Linked DNA regions of Mus musculus: region 1 is linked to region 2. Evidence: chromatin contacts called from public Hi-C data. All regions are on one chromosome and are shown on one strand. Each heading gives the region's core, a stretch centred on a gene start, on an enhancer-like site or on the middle of the called end of the contact. The rest is flanking DNA. Distances are from core to core; before and after follow the strand shown.

Region 1 (6,782 bases), core at 373-2,872, 520 kb before region 2:
GGTACTTACAGGTACCATCAAAGTAAGAAGAAAGTCCCGCCATCTCCCCAAAACTTCCCTCCCCTGAATACTTGATACTAGGCAGGTAGTGGGGGAAAGTGAGCGCACAATGAGTAAGGCGAGGAGCTGGATGTGCTCAGAGACAGCAGCGTGTGCCTCCCCAGAGATAGGCTTGTGTGAGCAAGGAAAACAGGGTGGCTAGGCGGACAGTCAGATAGCTGCAGGTGGATGTCATGTGGCAGTCTCCTCACCCCGGCTGACTGCGAGGGAAGGGTCTAGCTTCTGCAACTGCTCCTTCCAGGGCCAGGCCAGGTTAGCAAGCAACAGCCGTGCTCTCGGGGCTGGTGCATTAGGACTGGATCAGTGGGTTTGTGTTGTTGTAAGGCCTGGGCCCTCTCTTATTTAATAAAGGAACATTTTCTGTTTCAGATTACCTAGGAACAGTGCGATTTGGGGTTATCACAGATAAACACCTTGCGAGACTGGTATCCTTAGTGCACTCTGGAAGTGTGTATTTACATAGACATTTCAACACATCACTTGTAAGTATTTTAAAATCACATTTGTATTAGCGCAGCGGTTCTTAACCTTAGTAGGTCACAGACTCAATTAAGAACTGGATGAAATGTATGAGCCTCTCCCTCGGAAAGAACATGTGATTTCATGTACAAATTGAGAATTCCTGTAAGCCCACTCTAGAACCTAGTCCTGATTAAGATCCGTGCCTTAGAGGACTCTTAACTGTGCTGTCTAGAACCTGTTTGCTTAGATTTTAGAGTCTGGAATAGCTTTGCTGGGTTGTTGCCCTTCTTGAGTGAAGCTGCGGCTACTCAGTGGTGATCTCTCACTCTAGGTGCATGATCTCTGAGATGAGCGTCTACTGGGCAGTATTGTTCGTGTGTTCTTGTATGACGTGCAGGGGCATGAGCAGCTTATCCCTGCACTAATAGTGCAGTGTTGAAGTTGTTGTCAAGACACAGTGAGGAGCTGATAGCTTCTCACCTCAGAGGACCTGGTTCTCACCGTCTCCTTTGTCTCCTGACTTCCTTTGCCTTTGTGCTGAGCCTGCTGCCACTCACCCACTCTGAGCATTGAGCTTCACAACTGTGTTCTTGCTACTTAAATAGTCGTTGCTGACAGGATATTTTCTGAAGTATTTTATTTTTAATTATATTTATTTCGTCTCACACACGCCACGGGTCCAAGGACAATTTGTAGGAGTTCATTTTCTTCTACCACAAATGTCGTAGGAATGGAACTCAGGTTGTCAGACTTGGCAGCAAGTGCCTTTATCCACTGAGCCCTCTGGATGGTCCTCTGAAGTGTTTTCATTGCTGACAGGATCACTGGTATTTGGTTTCAGTGGAGATTTCTTCAGGTCTTTCTAGATGCTGTCGAAAACTCAATAGGGATTGCCCTTGCTTGCCAGTCATTTTAGCATCTGTCTAATTCTTAGAGCTCACAGATATTGTGCTTTTTTTCTTGGTATTCATATTCTGTTAAAATGTATTTTTGTGTTTTCCAAATAGAAATGTTTTAAACCCCCACTGTCCTCCTCTGAGCATTGCTGCTGGCTGCCTCTCCACAGCCTGCCCACTCTCCTTGTGCCTGTCTCACTTTTTACTTCCTCTGCTTTGCTAGCTCTCATTTTCTCACACCATCGTTTTAGCCGACGTGTATTTATAGCACAGAACACTGCAGAAGAGTAAGGGGGAAAAGGAGAACTGGGCAGTAGTTCTGGGCAGTGTTTACCAGCATATATCTTTTATCAAATGAAGTATTATTGGAAGGTTAGAGTCTTAAAAAGCAGTAGGCACATTCATGTGAAGTCACTTAGGTCTCCATTCTAGTGTTCCCAACGCTTCATTTTGTGAAACTTTCCAAAGTACCACTCTGGAAATTGTTTGAAACTTGTGATTTATATCAAGTGTCTTTCAAAAGTACTTTTATATTACAAACAACAACAACAAAACCCAAAGGGAAAACGCCTCCAAGTGTCTCTTTCCTGCTACACATGATGTGATCTACAGCCCGTGTAAACTCAGGTCACTCTGCTGAATCCCTGTTCAATGCCAGGAATGTGTCCAGCTGCTGGGGTGACCTCGAACAAAGCCTTTAGAGCTTCTGCCTAGTGGATGCTTCACTCTGGCCTCTGGGACAGAATCTGACAAGCTAAGATTAAGATATAACATCCTGTAACAATAGACAATGGACCTAGATTATTATAAACACCACGTGGTGCTCTGTAACTCTCCTTAGGGTGTTTAGAGGTCATTACAGCCACCTGAAGACAGGGAGAGTGTCTGGATAGTTGAGTCTCTCAGGGGACAAAAGGTGAACCCAGTGATATGAAAGTCACCTCTTGCTCCCATGGTGGCTTTCAGCCCACTTGTTGAGACTGTGTGGAGAGGTGGGCTAAGTGTTGGCTTTATGGCCCGTAGTCATGGCCTCTGGGTGCCTTTTCCTCCCTTACAGTGCAGCTTGACCCGGCCTCTGGAGTGCGGTACTAGTCTTTCGCTCTGCCTTGTCTAACACACCTCTACATTATTCTGTTATATTTGTCCTTGGCAGGTCTTCCCCAGGGAAGTCATGAACTTCACAGCTGAGAACATCTATAAGTGGGCCTCAGAAAACCAGGAGACCCTCTTCCGATGGCTACAGCCTCATGGAGGCAAGAGTCTGCTGTTGAACAATGAGCTGAAGAAAGGACCAGCACTCTTCCTGTTCATACCGTTTGATCCCCTAGCCGAGAGACATCCTCTTCTAGATGAGGTAAGAGGCCTAGTGATTCTGACACCTGTCAATAGATCTCCTTCCACGTTAAAGGGCACTAACTAATCCATCATCACAAGGAGTCATCAGGAATAGTTGCTGGGGCTCAGTGGCTTTTGCCTGGGACCGGGATTCCCCAGCTTCTCTTGTCTATTCGTTGCTCCAGTCTGGGGTGAATAGCAGAGAAGGGAAATGAACTTGTTTCCCCAGAGACCTAGTAAACAGCACTTCTTCAGATGGCTGCACTGACCTTCCTGTTGAGGGGCGATGGGAGCTCAGGCAAGCTGGTAAAGCCTAGGGCCTGCCACTTTTGGGGACCTCGCCAGGCACAGCTGCACTGATGATGTGTGTCTTTCTCTAAACCTTATAGGCAGGTTTCCAGAGACAGCTGCCCTGCCTGGAGTCTTCCCTCCCTCCTGCCTTGCTTTCTGGGATATCCGTTCTCTCTAGACATGAGTTCATTTTACACGTGAATCATTTGGAGGCACTTAGAGGGAGCAATAGCAATCAGCAGAGAGCCTGGGATTGCTAAATTGGATTTACTAGGCTTTTTTTTCTTTCCTTCAAGGATCCCTTAATTGGCCCAAACTATAATCTGAATCACTGTAACACAGCCCAGGCGAAGCAGACAGTGCCTGTCCCTGGGCCTCTCAGCACTGCTCTGGAAGCTGGGGAGGAAGTCACTAGCCAGGCTCGCCATGCTGTTCTCCAGCATTTGTTTCAAGTTGCCATCCCGACTGGGAGCTTTCTAATGGCTGCACAGCCTGGCTTTAAAGGAAAAGTAGAGAGAAGTGAAGCGGCTCTGTTCCTCCCACTGAACTGAAGTGGGACTCAAGGCTCCATTCTTTACAAAGTGTGCACTGCATGAATGCTTTATGGTCCAAGAAGCTCTTTCCATGCCCAGGCCTCTGTACCATCTAGATTAAGAGTTGACAAGGTCTTTGGAGGTTTTTACTTTAACTTTTGAGACGTGACTTGACTTGAGCATGCAGGGTGCAGGGCAATGTTGGCAGGAGTCTAGTCCCTCACTTCAGAGGGCTGAGGTTAAATTTGGCACCAAAGGGAGGCTTTGCTTCTAGCCTCATGTTCTCAGATGATCATGTCCCTACACCTTCTGTTTCTATAATCTACTAACAGGCTTTAAAAAAAAAAAATTCAGTTTCACCTGTGACTCCATTCCCCAAGCTCTTATGGGTGCTCTGAGGTAGGTGGAGTCTGTCACCTCCCCTCCACATATGGCTGGTATGGTCCTTAATATTATGCATTTCTGCGACAAGCAGCATCTGCTCAGCACTTTCCCTCCACGTGACAGGTCAGCCTGGCCAGTGTTCATTGAGTACTGGGAGCTCATGGGAGAGGAAGTATGTGGCAAACACTGGCATCTGGTCTCAGAAGATGGTCTAATCTAGAATCAAGAATCTGCTTATAACTCAGGCAGAGGACAGTCAGGCTCAGCTAGGCCAGGGTCAGGAAGTGGAAGAAGAGGGCAGGAGAGGCTTAGAAGGAAGCAGGCACACCGGGTAAGGAGGGAACTCAGGTAGCTTTGTTTTCCATTGCCATTGTGGGCCTAGGTCTGGGCAGACACTTAAAAGCACTTACACACCTGAGGGCATACTAGGCAAGGATGCTAGTAACAGTTGTAGGCTTTGTGTAGTCCAGAAGTGACCAGGTGGTGGCTACACCAAGCCTAGGAGTGCCAGCTGCCTTACACATGTTCTCCACGAATGCACACTCCATCCTGCATGTGTACACACAAAGAAAACATACATCTTGACACCAGGAACACCAGCCCCTCATGTCCCTAAGAGCATTCTTGAGACACCATGCTGTATATTATGCAACATGCTAAAGGAAGCACTTGTCTCCGCCTCCAAAACCCCTTTGACTTGTTTTCTACTCTGAGTAGTCTTTGGGAATTGGCACATGTGCTGTCAAGAATCTTGTCCAAAAAGATAATGATGTTTATATGGGTCAGGGGTCATTTAAAACATCTAGTTTACCTTCTAAAGTGTCTTTTTATTCTAAGAATTAGTCTGTAAATATGTTTTGAACTAATCTTCTATAAATACTGTTATAGAAGTTATATAAGTGGAAAATTATTCATTAAATGGTTCATACATACTGATAGACTTTTTGTTTGAGACAGTCTCACGGGCTTTGAACTCACTAAGTAGCTGAAGATGGCCTTAAACTTGAAAGTAAAGTGGTTCAGGAGTTAAGAAAAAGGAGGGTGTGGCCTGAGAAGACTGGGCAGGAATAGAGGACTAGCTGGTTTCTAGCTTGAGGCTAAAACCTAGCAACTGTGGTCCAAGGAGGGGAGAGATGCTCTAGAAAGGAAAGATGGGTGTGGACTATTGGGAGCAGGGTGGTTGGTGATCTCCTGTGTGGCATGGATGTATTTGGAAGAATATATGCTGTAAATTTACTTAAATGTCCAATGTGTTTGAGAAGTTTTCAGACTTACTGAGGACTAGAGAAAAATGACAGCATTGGAGAATGTTAAAGGTATAAAGAAAGAATGCTCACCTGAGAGGCAAGAGGGCTCCATTTCTTTCTGTCGGGATACATTCCTGATCTGAACAGTTTTGCCTGCTGGACTTTATCTATCTATGGTGGGCAGGTATCTCTAGAACCTTCTGACTCAAAGTAGTGGTTCATTGTGCGCTGAACCACACAATGTTCAGAGGGGAATGTTGTAAAAAAATAACTCAAGACTCCTGTATTAAGAGTCTGGTGTGAGCTGGGCAGTGGTAGTGCATTTCTTTAATCCCAGCACTTGGGAGGCAGAGGCAGACATATCTCTGTAAATTTGAGATATGTAGATATGCCGCTCTGTAGAGAACTGTCTGTAGAGAAACCCTGTCTCAAATAACTAAAAACAAGACAACAACAACAAAAGTTTGTCGTGACTACTTCTCTCCTGCCTGTGACTCAGGGATGCCATCCAAGCAGCAGAGCTGCCATTTTCCACATCCATAAAATTTGGGCCTCTTACCACTTCTGCTCTGTCTTTCAGATCACCGAAGTGGCCTTGGAATACAATAACTGTCATGGGGACCAGGTGGTAGAGCGCCTCCTTCAGCACCTGCGGCGGGTAGAGGCACCTGTGCTCCAGTCCCTGGCACCAGAGCTGCCAGCTTCACTGCCTGATACTCAGCTGATGGCAGCATCCCCCTGCTGTAACACGGTGGTGCTGCCACAGGGGCCAGCCCTCTCCAGGACTCACAATGTCTGTGAGCTGTGTGTCAACCAGACAGTGGGTGGTACCAGGCCTAGCTCAGTGAGTGTGCCACAGTGCAGCTTCTTCGAGATGGCAGCCGCTCTGGATTCTTTCTACCTCAAGGAGCAGACTTTTTATCATGTGGTGTCGGGCAGCATAGAATGCAGCAATTTTTTAACCTCCTATAGCCCTTTCAGCTACTACACTGCATGTTGCAGGACCATATCCCGGGGCATGGCAAGCTTTACTGGCTCTGAACAGAATGTCTTGACAGCCCCAGCCATCGAGTTCTCTTCCTTAGAGAAGAGCTGTGAGGCCACTGCCCCGAGCTCCATTCCTCACATTGAGGAGAACAGGTACCGCTTTCCTCAAGTGGGCCTCACTAGCACAGCCTTCACGGGCCTGAGCTGCAGAACCAACAAGACCCTGAACATCTACCTTTTGGATTCCAATTTATTTTGGTTATATGCAGAAAGACTGGGTGCCCCGAGCTCTGCTCCTGTGAAGGAGTTTGCCACAATTGTTGATGTGAAAGAAGAATCTCACTATATCCTGGATCCCAAACAAGCCCTCATGAAGTTCACTCTAGGTACTGTGGGTGGTTTGCCCTCCTCCGCATAATCAGCTTTACTTAGCTTAAGAGCTGTCATTTGCACTGATGGTCTCATTATTCCTAATCATGGGGGTGACACCAGCTTCAGAGCTCATGTTAAGTCTTCAGACAACTGATGGAAAAACTGTCTTTATCTGTTGGTTGGTCAGTTTGAAAAGAAGCTAGTTTGTCCAGGAA
Region 2 (6,047 bases), core at 3,059-5,558:
TTCATTTCATGTACATAATGTAATGGGTTTCTTACATTTTTGTTCTTGGAGTACTAGCAGTTGAACTTAGGGCCTCAGCAAGTGCTCTCTGAGGCCCCATGTATGTTCATCACATCTGCTTTGTAACATTTTCAATCTTGTCTGTCAAAAGCCCTGTACTCAGCAGCAGCAGCTTTCTGACCTGCTCCCAGAAACACCCCCTCATCCTGTATCCCCGCCCTAGGAAACCTCTCATCTACTCTGTCTTTAGACTGTCCCTTCTGGGCATTTCAGTGAGATCCCGGGCTGTGAGGTGCTTGTGTCTGCCCCTCACTCAGGCCATGTTTTAGAGGTTTATCAGAGCATGTGTCAGCACTTCAGACCAGTCATGGCTAAGTACTACTCCACTGCATAGACAGATCCCATTTTGGCCATTTTGTGTTCTGTGTGGAAAGAGGGTACAGTATATGTGCATGTGTTTGTGTGTGGTGCTTGTGTGTGCTGTCTTTTGTGAAAGACAGAGTATCTCACTGGTCTGGAACTTACCAAGTAAACTAGCTGGCCGAAAAGCTCCAGAGACTTGCCTTTTCAATCACTGGACCCTGCACTTCCATGTCGTTTCCAGGGATAGAACTCAGGTCCTTAGGTTTGTGAGGCAAGGGCTTTAACAAGTCACCCATGCACTACATTTTGGTGATTCACACACCCTCATTTTCTGATCAGCAGCCTCACAGCCCCAGCTAGAGGCAGTGTTGCTCCAGTGCCCATACGGAGGCACATGGGAAAATTCCAACTTCCCACCACCCCAAACAGGGAAGCAGAGCCTTCTGCAGCCTGGAGTCCTGACTGCCTGCGTAGACACAAGTGCTGCTCTCCTCTCTACTTTTGCTTGGTGGAAACACACATCCTCAGCACCCTGTTCTCCAATGAGACGGCTGGAACACTACTTACTCCTCATCTGTCTGCACACAGTTGTCAAGTTCGATCACATGGCTCCCAATGAACCAGACCAAATTGGAGAAGTACGGGACAGCGGTTTTGTCTCTGATGTAGTGCAGCATGGCCTGGTTATCCACTAAGAGGACGCACAAAAGAAGAGATAGTAAGCCACCAAAATAATTCAAGGACAGTTTAACAAAACAAAACACCCAAACAAACCAAAAATCACCATGAAAAACCTTGCTACCATCTGAGACTCTGTCTTTCCTGAAAATACTTGGAAATATTTATCTTAGTTATCACACAAAGCTGTGCTGGTGCTCTTCTCTCAACTAACACACTTAGTCATTACTGTTATAACTGAGGGAGGGACACTCAGTGCACTGGAGAGCCTGTACATCAGCAAGGGCAAGGCCTGACTAAACTGAGAACGCAGCACTCTCAAACCAACTCTCCTGCATTTACTTGTAAGGCAAGCTCAGAAAGAGGAAAACCAGAGGTTAATAACTTACATGACACTGGAATAAGGAACAGGAATCGGCATTGGAGGAAAGGCAAAAACAGACAACAGTTAACAGGGTTAGGAACTGGGAAGGTGAGACAGCGGCCCAGAAGGACAAAGCCTAGTCAGGAGGCATCTAAACCAAAAGACACAGTTAGAAGAGAGCAAGAGAAAACAGAGCATAGGACAGTGGAACCAACTATGCATGGCCAAGGCTGCAAACTCAGAAGTCTGCCAGGTCAATGGCTGCACAGCGAACCAAGTCTGAAGGCTGGGAGAGCAAATTAGGGGGTTGGAGCCCTAGCAACGATTGCTTCTCAGCCTTTGACCACTTAATTCCCCATGGGAGTGTGGGCCCTGAATACCCAAATGCACATCTTCAAGTCAGAAATGCACAGTGTAAAAACTCCAAATTTTTATATTTTAAAGCAAACACACACGCACACTTTCTTTTTAGAGACAAGGTATTCCTGGATGTTCTGTATATTTTTTTTTCCATCTGAGCCAACTGAAATGTGTCTGAGGGATGGTTTGTGTCTACAGGCTCTCATTTTGCAATCTCTGGCTGGACCAAATTAGGCTCTGAGAAAAAGCTCTTAAATTAAATTTAAGGTGACCTTCCCTGGCCCTCAACTGGTATTGCATCTCAAGTAATACCACCTTGACTCATGAAAGTCAAAGCCCTTGAATGGCCAAGAAACTAGAGGCCCAGCTTCACTGTGGTTTCCACAAGGAAATTAATTAGCCTTTAGGAATTGTCTTAAGAGGGCCAGTTCCAGCTCCAAAACCTTGCAGGCAGGCAGGCAGCCTGTGTGCCAGCACCGGCAGGCCTTGTGGAAAGACTCTCCACTGGACACAGGATGGAGCATTACATACATCTGAGAGAAAGGAAGGACTGTTGTTAATACTGGCCTTGGTGGCTGGCTGGGAATACAATACTGCCTCCTGCTGCTTGTGATGTGAAATGCTCTCATGCATATTTAAAGATAAACTATAAAACAAATAACTGTAACAGCGTATTTTATAAGCCAAAACACAAAAATTTAAAGCTAAAATTTTCAAGACAGTTTTGCTTTATCTAATTAGCTTATGGCCACTCCAACCCCTCAAAGACTTCTTGGGATAGACTAAGGTGGGGCAGCAGCAGGGAACAATGCTAGAGTATACAGCTCAAAGATTTCCACAAGGAACAGTGATATGCCTGCAAATCTCTGTCAGACAAGCAGCCACTGCTCATACTAGGCAAGGTCTCCAGTAACTTGGAACTGTGTTTGTGAGCTTGGGAGCCAGCACTTGGCTTACGACCTGAAGCCCAAGTGCACGAGGAAACTTACCTTTGTAGACATTCAAAGTGATGGTTCTCACGGCAATTCGAACCATGCTTTCGGGATGATTGAAGAACTTGATGGCTTCTGTGTACAGGGCAAAGTCATTGGTGTGCTAAAACAAAAAATGGTTCCAAAAGTTACAAATCCAAAGACAGACCTGCTCCCAAAGCTTTCTGAAATGTGTCAGACTGTGATAAAACAGAACAAAACCAAAGTAAAACACACCAGATGTCACCATGATGGGAGGTGAGGAAGCCAGGGAAGAGAAAATGTACACAGAATGTCTGACCTGGCCTACATGTTCAGCTGTATGAGGAGGTATTTCTGAGTCCACTTCTTCACCTATAAAACTGGGGTACTAGCACACACTCTCTGGCCTCTGGGACGAAATGAGGTCATTTCTGGTCCAGTGCTCTGCCTAGTCCTTGGCATCTACAGTGCATGGAGAATAGTGCTAGTTATTTACGTCAGACCTGGTTGATTAAAGACCAAGTTGGAGTAGGTTCAAGCATGTCTTGGCTGTTATACCATTCTCCATTTGGAAATACTAAAAGTGTAGCATTATCAGGGAGGCAGAGGGTCTTAGGAGTCTTCTGCTGTTAAAAGGGGACAAAGAGAAACAATTAAATGGTTCAGAACAAGACTCACACTGCCTTAGCCTGAGAGGATGGAGCAAAAATGCCCTGGCAGTGTACTTTGCTGTCCTCCTGTGGCCAATGTTCCTATATCGTTCAGGGACCCAGTCTGTGTGAGTGGCTCAGGAGAGGGGATGGTAGACAGAGATCCTCTAAGCTAGCCCTTCCTGGAATGGAGCAGGATACACAAAATAACAACAGGGCAATTATAAGGGCAATTCCATTTTGAGGACCAGCAATCAAGTATGAATCTAAAAAGTGGAAACTACTAATCTGGCTCAGACAAACACAGACAAAAACCAAAAAATCCTCAAGGCTTCTGGGATGTCCAGCTCTTCCAGACCCATGACTTCTGCCCTCCCACTACGACTCAGAAGGCACCTGAGCAAAAAATACTCTGTCCCTCACTCTGGTCTGGGTTTTCTTCCACATGGGAGAGCCTTTGGGTGAAAGCTGTTCCCTGGACATGTTTATCAAGCACCTACTATGTGGCAGGGACAGGAGTCTATCATGTTATTTTCTCAAGTGCATTCATGTTTTTGGCCCTTGGCTAGCATTTTCTTCTGAGAGACTAATGAATCATGAAAATCAAGGTTCACTGTTGCCATACAACAAGAGTTGATGGTTTTTGCCCAAACTCAGAAAGTTTGGGATTGTGGTCTGACTTCAAAAACAGGCTTTGAGCATGTGGGACAACCACTCAGGTGATATCTGCCACACAAATGACATGCAGCTGGCTGTATGACATCTAGCTTCCAAGGCAGTCCCCAAACATGTTCACCACCTGTGTCACACTCATGCTGGATCCGCCCACAGAGGCAGATCATGCCTGTGTGACCAAAGAGTATGCTAGGAGTAAGTGTATGTGAGTGAGTGAGTGTGAGTGGCACGAGGCTGGCATGGATGGCATCACTGCTTACCGTGGTCTGCTGGGTGACTCACTCTAGGGAAGTTGGCTGGAAGGATGCTGGTCAGCCCTGGGAAGAGGCCCCTGAACAGGAGCTGTGGTCTCCCACGCACAACCAGATTCAGCTAACCACCACGACAGTGAAGCAGACCCTCCAGCCACATTCCAGCCTCCAGAGGACATCAGCCTCTTGGGGCACTGAGTAAAATAGCTCTAGTCAGCCAAGCCTGAAGTCCAACACACTGAAGAGACTGGTGCAACTCTAATCAGTGGGACATGGGGAGAAGTCTGAGGGCGAATTCTCAGACTTTTCTGAGAAAGTTCTCTCAGAAGGGATACGAGAGAGGAAATGGTATCAGAAATTCTGACAACAGCATGTGATTGAGTGATATCTGGAGCATCGGCAATCACACGGCCACATGGAACCAAGCCTTGAGCAGATGCCAGCTGCAGTTACTGAGCAGGAAGCTGGAAAACCCTGGGCCCTTCCTACAGTGAGGCAGAGCGCAGCTGCCATTTGTACTTTAAGCATGTGAGCTAAACTGACCTTAATCTCAAGCTCCTTGGCGCTATAAGAGTAGCTCTCCCAGGACTGTGAGGGACCTGACCCCTCAAGGACAGCTGTGCCAGTTTATCACTTCTCACAACTCTGAAGATGGAATCTCATCTAGTGAGTCCCTGAAACCCAGAGCCAGGTATATAGTTTCACCTCATTTCTCAAAGGAGGGGGCTCAGAGAGGCCTGGAAGTTCTCTTGTCACACTGCAAGGAGCAGAAAAGCTGTACCTAAATGGAGTTTCTGCTGTTTCCAACAAGGTAACCTCTGGACATTTTCCTCCCTGCCAAGTTAACCTGAAGTTTACATTAAAATAGCAAGAAAATTTGTTCAATTAAAGAAAAAAGTTTGTGTCAGGTGTGGTGGTGCACACCTTTAGTCCCAGCACTCGGGAACAGGGGCAGGTGGTTCTCCATGAGTTTGAGGCCAGCCTGGTCTACAGCATGAGTGCCTAGACAGCAGAGGTTACACAGAGAAACCCTGTCTCAAAAATCAAAAGGAAAAGAAGAAAAAAGAAAAAAGTTTGTGGGATTCAGCGGTTGAAAACGCCTCCTAACCAGTTCTGAGGACCAGAATGCCAGTCCCAGCACTCACCTAACAAGCCTGGCCTGGCCTGGCATGCCTCTAACCCCACCATGGAGGCAAACGAGGTTTGCTGGCTGCCAGCCTACCTGCAAAATGCAAACAAGCTCCTGGTCCAGGAAGAGATCCAAAAGAACAAACCAGAGAGGGACAAAGTAGGAATTTTATAGCCCTTGCTTGGCCCCACAAACCCAGAACACACATGTACACACTTGAACACATGCCCCTGTGCACGCACACGCACACACACACACACACACACACACACACCACATATTTTAAAACAAAAAATTTTATTTAAGTATGCCAAAGTCTGTGCTTAGGAAAGTGCTTTGTAGAGCAAAGGCCTCCACGCTTGGACTAGCTTGACACATACACTTGCTGGGCGCCACTCACCTCATTGTAAAAGAAATGGACAGTGTGGTTGTTGAGCTTTAATGAAAGCGTTTTCAGGAACGATATGTAATACGCCATGATCTCCTCGTCGGAAAAGTCAAATTTATGGACAATGATCGAGTTTACATAGTTATTAGACAGCAAATAATCTAGGAGAGAGAACACAAAGTGCAACCGGTGAGCTCGGGCTGGAGGAAATGCCAGCACAGGCCGCCGAGTAACAA

Evidence for each region. Hi-C and Micro-C count contacts between places; a contact is called where the count stands out from the background.
Region 1: a contact with region 2 is called in a Hi-C map of bone marrow-derived macrophages, with 18 read pairs. The contact joins two enhancer-like sites. A contact is called at or near these places in 2 of 15 datasets of contacts at CTCF or cohesin (large pre-B cells and pro-B cells), 8 of 484 Hi-C or Micro-C datasets (B cells, CD8 T cells, bone marrow-derived macrophages and 4 more) and 2 of 115 datasets of contacts at active chromatin or transcription factors (epiblast stem cells and large pre-B cells).

What each region holds. Positions count from the first base shown.
Region 1 is chr16:11,087,576-11,094,357 of GRCm38.p6, reverse strand. Txndc11 (thioredoxin domain containing 11) reads left to right here. Exons shown (of 12, transcript NM_029582.2): 6 at 430-542; 7 at 2,572-2,772; 8 at 5,789-6,581. Among named protein-coding and RNA genes, the nearest start is that of Snn, 25 kb to the right of the region's middle. Within about 2 kb of position 1,622, at least 50 of the 459 cell types and tissues checked have an H3K27ac peak or open chromatin away from gene starts, as enhancers often do. A contact at or near this core is called in bone marrow-derived macrophages, where this site is marked.
Region 2 is chr16:10,568,307-10,574,353 of GRCm38.p6, reverse strand. Clec16a (C-type lectin domain family 16, member A) reads right to left here. Exons shown (of 23, transcript NM_001204229.1): 4 at 5,824-5,972; 5 at 2,755-2,860; 6 at 931-1,054. Among named protein-coding and RNA genes, the nearest start is that of Clec16a, 26 kb to the right of the region's middle. Within about 2 kb of position 4,308, at least 39 of the 459 cell types and tissues checked have an H3K27ac peak or open chromatin away from gene starts, as enhancers often do. A contact at or near this core is called in bone marrow-derived macrophages, where this site is marked.